2 separate regions of the Anas platyrhynchos genome follow, and region 1 is linked to region 2. The links are chromatin contacts, called in public Hi-C maps. All regions are on one chromosome and are shown on one strand. The core of a region is the stretch at or near the end of the contact, and the rest is flanking DNA. Distances in the headings are between cores, read along the strand shown. Region 1 has its middle 20 kb from the start of UHRF2. Region 2 holds the start of MLANA (melan-A).

What was found. A called contact is a pair of places that touch in the nucleus more often than the background predicts.
Region 1: a contact with region 2 is called in a Hi-C map of subcutaneous adipose tissue, with 4 times the contacts expected there. The contact joins the enhancer-like site here to the promoter of MLANA in region 2. A contact is called at or near these places in 4 of 8 Hi-C or Micro-C datasets (F1 follicle, liver, skeletal muscle and 1 more).

Annotation. Positions count from the first base shown.
Region 1 is chrZ:30,602,641-30,606,032 of IASCAAS_PekinDuck_T2T, reverse strand. No RefSeq gene overlaps it. Among named protein-coding and RNA genes, the nearest start is that of UHRF2, 20 kb to the left of the region's middle. Within about 2 kb of position 1,967, at least 1 of the 8 cell types and tissues checked has an H3K27ac peak or open chromatin away from gene starts, as enhancers often do.
Region 2 is chrZ:30,484,483-30,488,123 of IASCAAS_PekinDuck_T2T, reverse strand. MLANA (melan-A) reads right to left here and starts at 2,130. Exons shown (of 5, transcript XM_038171022.2): 1 at 1,985-2,130; 2 at 1,024-1,143. The coding sequence starts at 1,097.

The DNA of each region.
Region 1 (3,392 bases), core at 718-3,217, 120 kb before region 2:
TGCCCCATTGAAATTCAATTCCAAAGTCAACTTAAAGTCATGCTACTAGGTTTGTGGTATAACCAGACAGAAGCTGAAAAATAATGACAAATACATTGAGATTAATCTTAGATTATAATAAAAAGATTAATTCATCATCATGAATTAAAGCAGTGCTTTCAGAAACTGAACAGATGGCTAAAAGAAGACATTGTCATATTGTCTTTTTTCCCATAAAAATACTAGAACCTGTCCTGCCATTAAGACAACAGGACCAAAGCATGAGATATACACAGTTCAGTGTGTAGCTAGTGTACTGACACTTAGATTTCCAGATGGTTTATAATGAAGACATGATGTGTCTTTATTTCTAAATTGTCACTTCAAAGCTATTAAAGCCTTAAATGTCTTTTGAGTAATCAAGAGGAAAGCTGCATAAAGTGAGCTCATTTTTCCCTGTCACCTATTAAAAAATCTACTGTAACAGACTTAAATGTATCTTTGTTAAATTTTATAGCTAAAATTAAAGTGAAATAGGATTAAAGAAATAGAAATATGTCTAATAATATGAAACACATTAAATGTGCTTGCACATAATCAACTAGCTGTTTTATTATAAACCTTTTCTTTGTTATGTCTCAGCAAGGAAGATTGTGGCAGGGCCTTGAACATACCAGAGGGCTCTAATTCCCATGAGAAGCCTGTAACCATCTCTCTCTGAAGCTCCCCTCTGCAATCTTTTCCTCTCATTGAGTGCTTGGCTGCTTTCATTTAAGGTCAGCTCATTTTCTCAAGCAGAGCAGAAAACTCTTGCTGCTCATTGGAGGGTTATCAGCCATTTCTTCTTCCAAATATCTATATTATTAGTGCCTCAAAATTGCATCTTCGTTTTTTAATTAAAAGTAAATTTATATTCCAGCAAGTTCTTTTGTAGGTCTCACAATCAAGTCAACCTAAATGATTCGATCAAGATCTTTCTGAGTAAAGGACTCGTGATAAAGCTTTGCAGTAAGTTCTTAGCCTCTCTGAAACTGAAAGCTGCATTTGACAGGAGAGATCAGGTTTACTTCAATAGTGTTTGCCTGAATAGATTATAATTAGAACACTGATGAACACTAATGTGATCCGTTGCCTTCTGAAAAGCATTTGTGAATCTTGTGTTAAACTATCCAGTTCTCTGGTGTCTGAATTTTTTATATCTTAACTTCTGCGTTACAGCAAAGGTAGACATTTTACTGGCTTTAAGCTTTTTCTGACAACTATAATCTGTGAAACCTTGTAGTACAATGTTGGCAAGTCCATGTCCATGGTTAAAAGTTATTAAAGTTTAATAAGTTAATTAACTTAATAAAATCTTTATTTAGATTTCTGTCGCGCACATACACATAAGCACTCTATATCATCTCATCCATTAATAATAAGTTACAAAAAGCACTCAGGTTAGAGTAATTTCAAGCTTCCTATCCACAAGTTGTTACATTTCATTTAGGGAAAAACACACAAAAAAAAATTCATTTCAGTTTTGAAAAAATCAGTAAATACTAAAAGGTCAAACTCGATCCTGATTAATACATTTGCAAGGCACTTAGCTTTGTTTTGCAGTTCATATCTAAAGTGTTCACACTCTGGCAGGTATGGAAAATATGTTGGTATCTTACTTTATTCTCATATTTTTTAGTGATGATAATGTGCATGGATGTCAGACATACCACAAAGCTGCCATTACCACAACACTGAAGGGATGTGTATAGGGCTGGGAAACACGATTTAGAGTTCTGGCTATGCCATTTGTAATTACTTGGTTTTGGCAAATCCTTGCTCTGTCTAAATTTCTCTGCTCAAAACGTACACAATCAAAGTTGCATTCACCTTTACTGCATGTAAATATTTTACGTAATTCTGACATTATAAAGCACTTTGGGAAGGCAAAGTGCTATTGCAGGCTATAGCAATGCAAGCTGCATCAATCTTTACAATACCACACCTTCAAACATTTTGCTTATTGATGGTTCTGTGATATGGAATGAGTAGAAAAAGCACAGTGGTTTTCCACCTGGTCTGCATGTTTGAAGTATGATGTGTATCTGTAGTGGGTTAACCTTTGCTGACCAGCAGGTGCCCACCCAGCTGCTCTCTTACTCCTCCTCCTCAACAGGATAGGGGGAGAAAATAAGAAGAAAATATCATAGATCAATGTAGAGACATTTAGGTTGGAAAGACCTCTAAGATCATCAAGGCCAATCACTGACCTAGCACTGCCAAGTCTACCACTACGTGTCCCTAAGCACCGTATCTACATGTCTTTGGAATACCTCCAGGGATGGTGACTCAACTACTTCCCTGGGCAGCCTGTTCCAATGCTTCACAACCCTTTCAGTGAAGACATTTTTCCTAATATCCAACCTAAACCTCTCTTGGTGTAACTTTAGGCCATCTCATATACAGAAATAGAGAAGACTCACATAAGGACAGGCTGATGATTTACCAGCTACTGTCATAGCCAAAACAGACTTGATTTGGGGAGCATAAATAACTTATTTCCAATTAGTAACAAAGTAGAACAGTGAGAAATAAATACAAAACTAAAACCACCTTTCCCCCAACCCTACCTTCTTCAAAGGCCCAACTCTACTCCTGATTTTTTCACCTCCACCTCCCAGTGCAGGGGATGGGCAATGGGCATTGCAGTCAGTCCGTAATGCTTTGTGCTGTTCCTTCATCGTCATGCTCATTCCCCTCCTGCAGCATACAGTCCTTCACAAACTGCTCCACTGTTTTTTGTAAACTCTGGATTCAACAAACATTGAGCAATCATCCCTGTTTGCTATCAGACTTGTTTAAATGATAGCTAATTGATAAGAATAAATACTGTCCAGATGTTGAAATGCTTCTTGACTTTTTGTCAAATGTTCTTTACAGGCATAGCTGGTTGCTACCATGTCAATAATGTGGTTTTGGAAAATAATTCACTGCAAAAACACCTCAGTATGACATGATTAAATATTGAATATACCAATATTGGAATCAGTATTATCTAAGATCTTTGATGGTGACAAGGATGGTGACCGTGGGATTGAGTGCATGCACAGCAAATTTGCAGATGACACCAAGCTGTGTGGTGTGGTTGACACACTGGAGGGAAGGGATGGCATCCAGAGAGATCTGAACAGGCCTGAGAGGTGGGCCTGTGCATATCTCGTGAGGTTCAGAAAGGCCAAGTACAAAGGCCCTGCACCTGGGCTGGGGCAATGCCAAACATGAATACAGGCTGATGAATGGATAGAGAGCAGTCTTGAAGAGAAGGGCTTGATGATACTGGTTGATGAGACGCTCAAAGTGAGGTGGCAGTAACCATGTTATGGGCTGCATCAAAAGCAGCCTGGCCTGCAGGGACAGGGAGGTAATTCTCCCCC
Region 2 (3,641 bases), core at 881-3,380:
TTCTCGTTTCCTGTCATACTAGGCACAGTATTGATGTCACTGAGTCGTTCTAGGGAAGGTGGTCTTTGCAAACTATGCTGAGAGAAATCTTTCCCACTGCTCACCAGGGCTTAGAATAGAAGGCATAGTTCCACTGTTTATCAGAAAGTAGGGTGACAAGGTAATTGCACATTTCCTTGTCATAAAGACCTCTTCCTCTTGCACTAATGTACTGTCTGTTAAGGCACAGAGCATTCGTTGTGGAATGAAGAGTCTTACCCTTCGTCTATTCTCTGTGCCCAGGGATGAACATATAAAAACAAATGTGTTGCAATACATGTGTGTATGGTACAAGTCACAAAGTTCGGAGTCCAGCGAACCAGTGCTAGAAGAGTATTCCACATAAAGATATCCCAAACACATCAGAAATATTTGCCTAAAATAATAACACATCACCAGTGAGATAGTGTCTCTAGTAACCCAAGAAGCAACATAGTTTATTGTAAGCCAAAGATCACAAATTATTAGCTTGAATTAATTCTGCTTAACTTGAGCTTCAACCAGAAATGACTTACTGAGAGACACATTTGTATGGCATTGATGTCTCTACTGGTTTTTGATGGTATTTTACCATTTCACTGGTGTTATTCTTTAGGGTGAGATGATGCCTTTTTGAGATTCTGAAGAGAGGTATGTAGACCTGGAGGCAAATCTTACTGTATATATCACATTGCACCAGCCTCAGAAATGTAATTCTAAGTGATCCTCAATAAGCCCAGCAATTTTATTGTAATAGCTGATTACTTGCGATCATATAATCAATCTCCATATTCTTGAGTTCTGCAGATCTTATTTTTCTTAACCATTGCATGCATTTTTAGGTAATGCAATGACAAACATTACAGACAGCTACAAAACAGACAAAATGCACTACACCTACATACATCAGAGATTTTTTTTTCTGATACTATTTTGTAAATTTCTTTTCAATGTAAGTTTTTTCTTTCAGCTTACATGCTAAAATAGGTTTTGGTTTATGCTTACTCTTCTAATGCAAGATAGCTGTGTCCTTTTCCTCTGAAAAAGTTGCCATCTGGATGGTGGTTTCTTCTGGGCATTTTGAGACTTTAGTCTTGTTCAAACCCACAGGACAGAACTATGGCCCTAAAGTGCAAGAAATAATTTGTTATCTTTAAGGCATAATATTATCAACTTTTTCATTGAGTATGATCATTTAGGAGAGATAGGACAATCTGTTATTTTCAGGATAGAGTCCATATAGATCCATATATATTTGAAACTGTCCCAATTTAAGGCAAAACTCAAAACGGTAACTATGAACAGTTCCACTGTCACCAAGTTACTTGCATCTGAGTGCACCAGACTATGATCTGACATGGTCTCTCTAGGCACCAACTGATAACAGTTCTGAATTAAAGTCTCTTAGGTATATAGGGAGAAGAAAAAAGGTATTTTGCCTGAACAGAAAGAAATATTTGGGAAAAAATATGCATATAGTATTATATGCATATTATATGCCTTTGGGGATGTGTTTCTTTATTTCTATTAATCTCTATAAATGTTCAAAGGCCAGATGTTCAGTCAACATAAATTGTCAAAGATCTGTTGATTTCAGATGGTTACTAACTTATACCTGCTGACAAGCTGCATTTAGGAATGCAGGGAAGTTATAATCTTAAGTTTCAGTTTTAAGAAAGTAATCTTCCAACTAAAAATAGTCTGAACAGTTACAAAGGAAAATCCACAAGTAATCATGTTTCTGTCATTTAAGCAGCACGACAACAGATCCTATTTGATTGTATCTACCACATCTTCCTACCTTACTGGGGTGAATATAAAAACTGGTGACCTTGCTGAAGAGAATTCTAGCCAAGGAAGCAAAATATTTTCAAAACTCACTAAGAGTCAGTTAAGCCTCTGCTGAAGCATAATTTTTAATCAAGATAGAAAAGTTTGAGTAGAATAAAAAAAATACAAATCTTACCTCCTTCAGACTTGTATTCTGTCTGTTGACTAAAAGCATGTACAGCTTTCTTTGACTTGATCTCTTTTTTTTTCCTTCTTTGATCTGTTCTCTTATGACTATCACGAGTTTAAATTCCTTTCAGTACAGCTTCTGAATGCATTAATTAGCGTGAAAGGGGCCAGTAGACAACTTTTCACTTTCTTCTCATAGTCTGTATCCTTCCCTCTTCACAAGCGGCTCAGAAGTCTGTTATTTCTTCATGTTATTACATGCCTTCTTAGAAATGGCTCAACACCATTACCTGCCTACACAGAATGACTTCCTGAAGTGGGCAACATACTCCTAGATTAAGACATGTTTTGATTTTTGGCTGTTTTTTTTTTTTTTTTTTTTTTTTTTTTTTTTTGCTGAGGGTTGATGTAAACAGAGTTTCTGCAAGTGTTTAACTAAAGCTTTTTTTATCCATGCTTTTTGTACCATTGTAACACCGAGCAGAAAGTTCTGTGGAGCAGAACTCAGAGATGGATGCTGTTATGCTATGATCAAAGTGTCTTAGATTAGAGCAAGTACAGTTAAATTCTGGACTGGCAAGCAAATGCTGCAACAAGAAGAAACTCTCTTCTATGGGCTGCACAATTAATAGGGCCTGGTTTTGTGGATTTTATGTGAATTATCATCATCTCTGTTTTTGTATGCACATACGTTACACTAATTTTGTTCATAACATCAGACAAGAAACAACAGTCTTTAATTAATCCAAAGTTTCTGTGTTCTATGGTGGTCCAGAAATGCTGGTATCTACCAAAAGATACAAGGACCATGAAGGTCCATGTTCTGTTCACCCTTTTCCCCAGTGAATAAATAACTTGACCTCTCTGTCATAAATTTTTGCTTAAGTTTGAAGGACTTTGGTTATCTTTGAACAGATGAACCTGGCTCTAAATTTGGTTGGCAAGTTCAAAAAACAGTAAGAATAGGGTGTGAAATTAACATCCGTTTCCTTAGGAAATCAGGTGAAAGCCTTAACATCAATATTTTCAGTGATCATGGAGCTGGGAAGTGCCAGATCATTTCTTCTGCTTGTGTGTTCCCATGCTTTTTCCCAATGAAGGTAAAAATCTTATCTTGTTTAGATGGGATATTTGTTTGGATTGTTCTCTTTGGAGGTGCCCAGTGCCAGGACAAGAGGCAGTGGTCACGAACTGGAGCACAGGAGATTCCAGCTAAGCACTTGGAAGCACGTCTGTGCTGTGCAAGTGACCGAGCACTGGCACAGGTTGCCCAAAGAGGTTGCGGAGTCTTCCCCTTGGAGACCTTCAAAAGCCACCTGGAGGTGGCCTGGGACAACCAGCTCTGGGCATCCCTGCTGGAGCAGGGGTTGGAGCAGGTGACCTTCAAAGGTCCCTTCCAACTTCAGCCATCCGGGTATTCTGTGATTAACACCACAAGACCCATTAAAGTCTGAAACAACCGTTTTTGTTGTTGTTGTTGTTTTCAGAAGGAGTAAAGGGAGGAAGAACGAAAAACAGTAAGGAGCATAAATTTGCTTATTTACCTAAAATGATTTGGTGTTTCTTTTACAGTATTCCAGATTAATTTAGTGAGAGTTTCAAGTGTGAATGAGATACAGAGAAACTTTCTGTAGATACCTATGTAAAACGGTAAATGTACACTA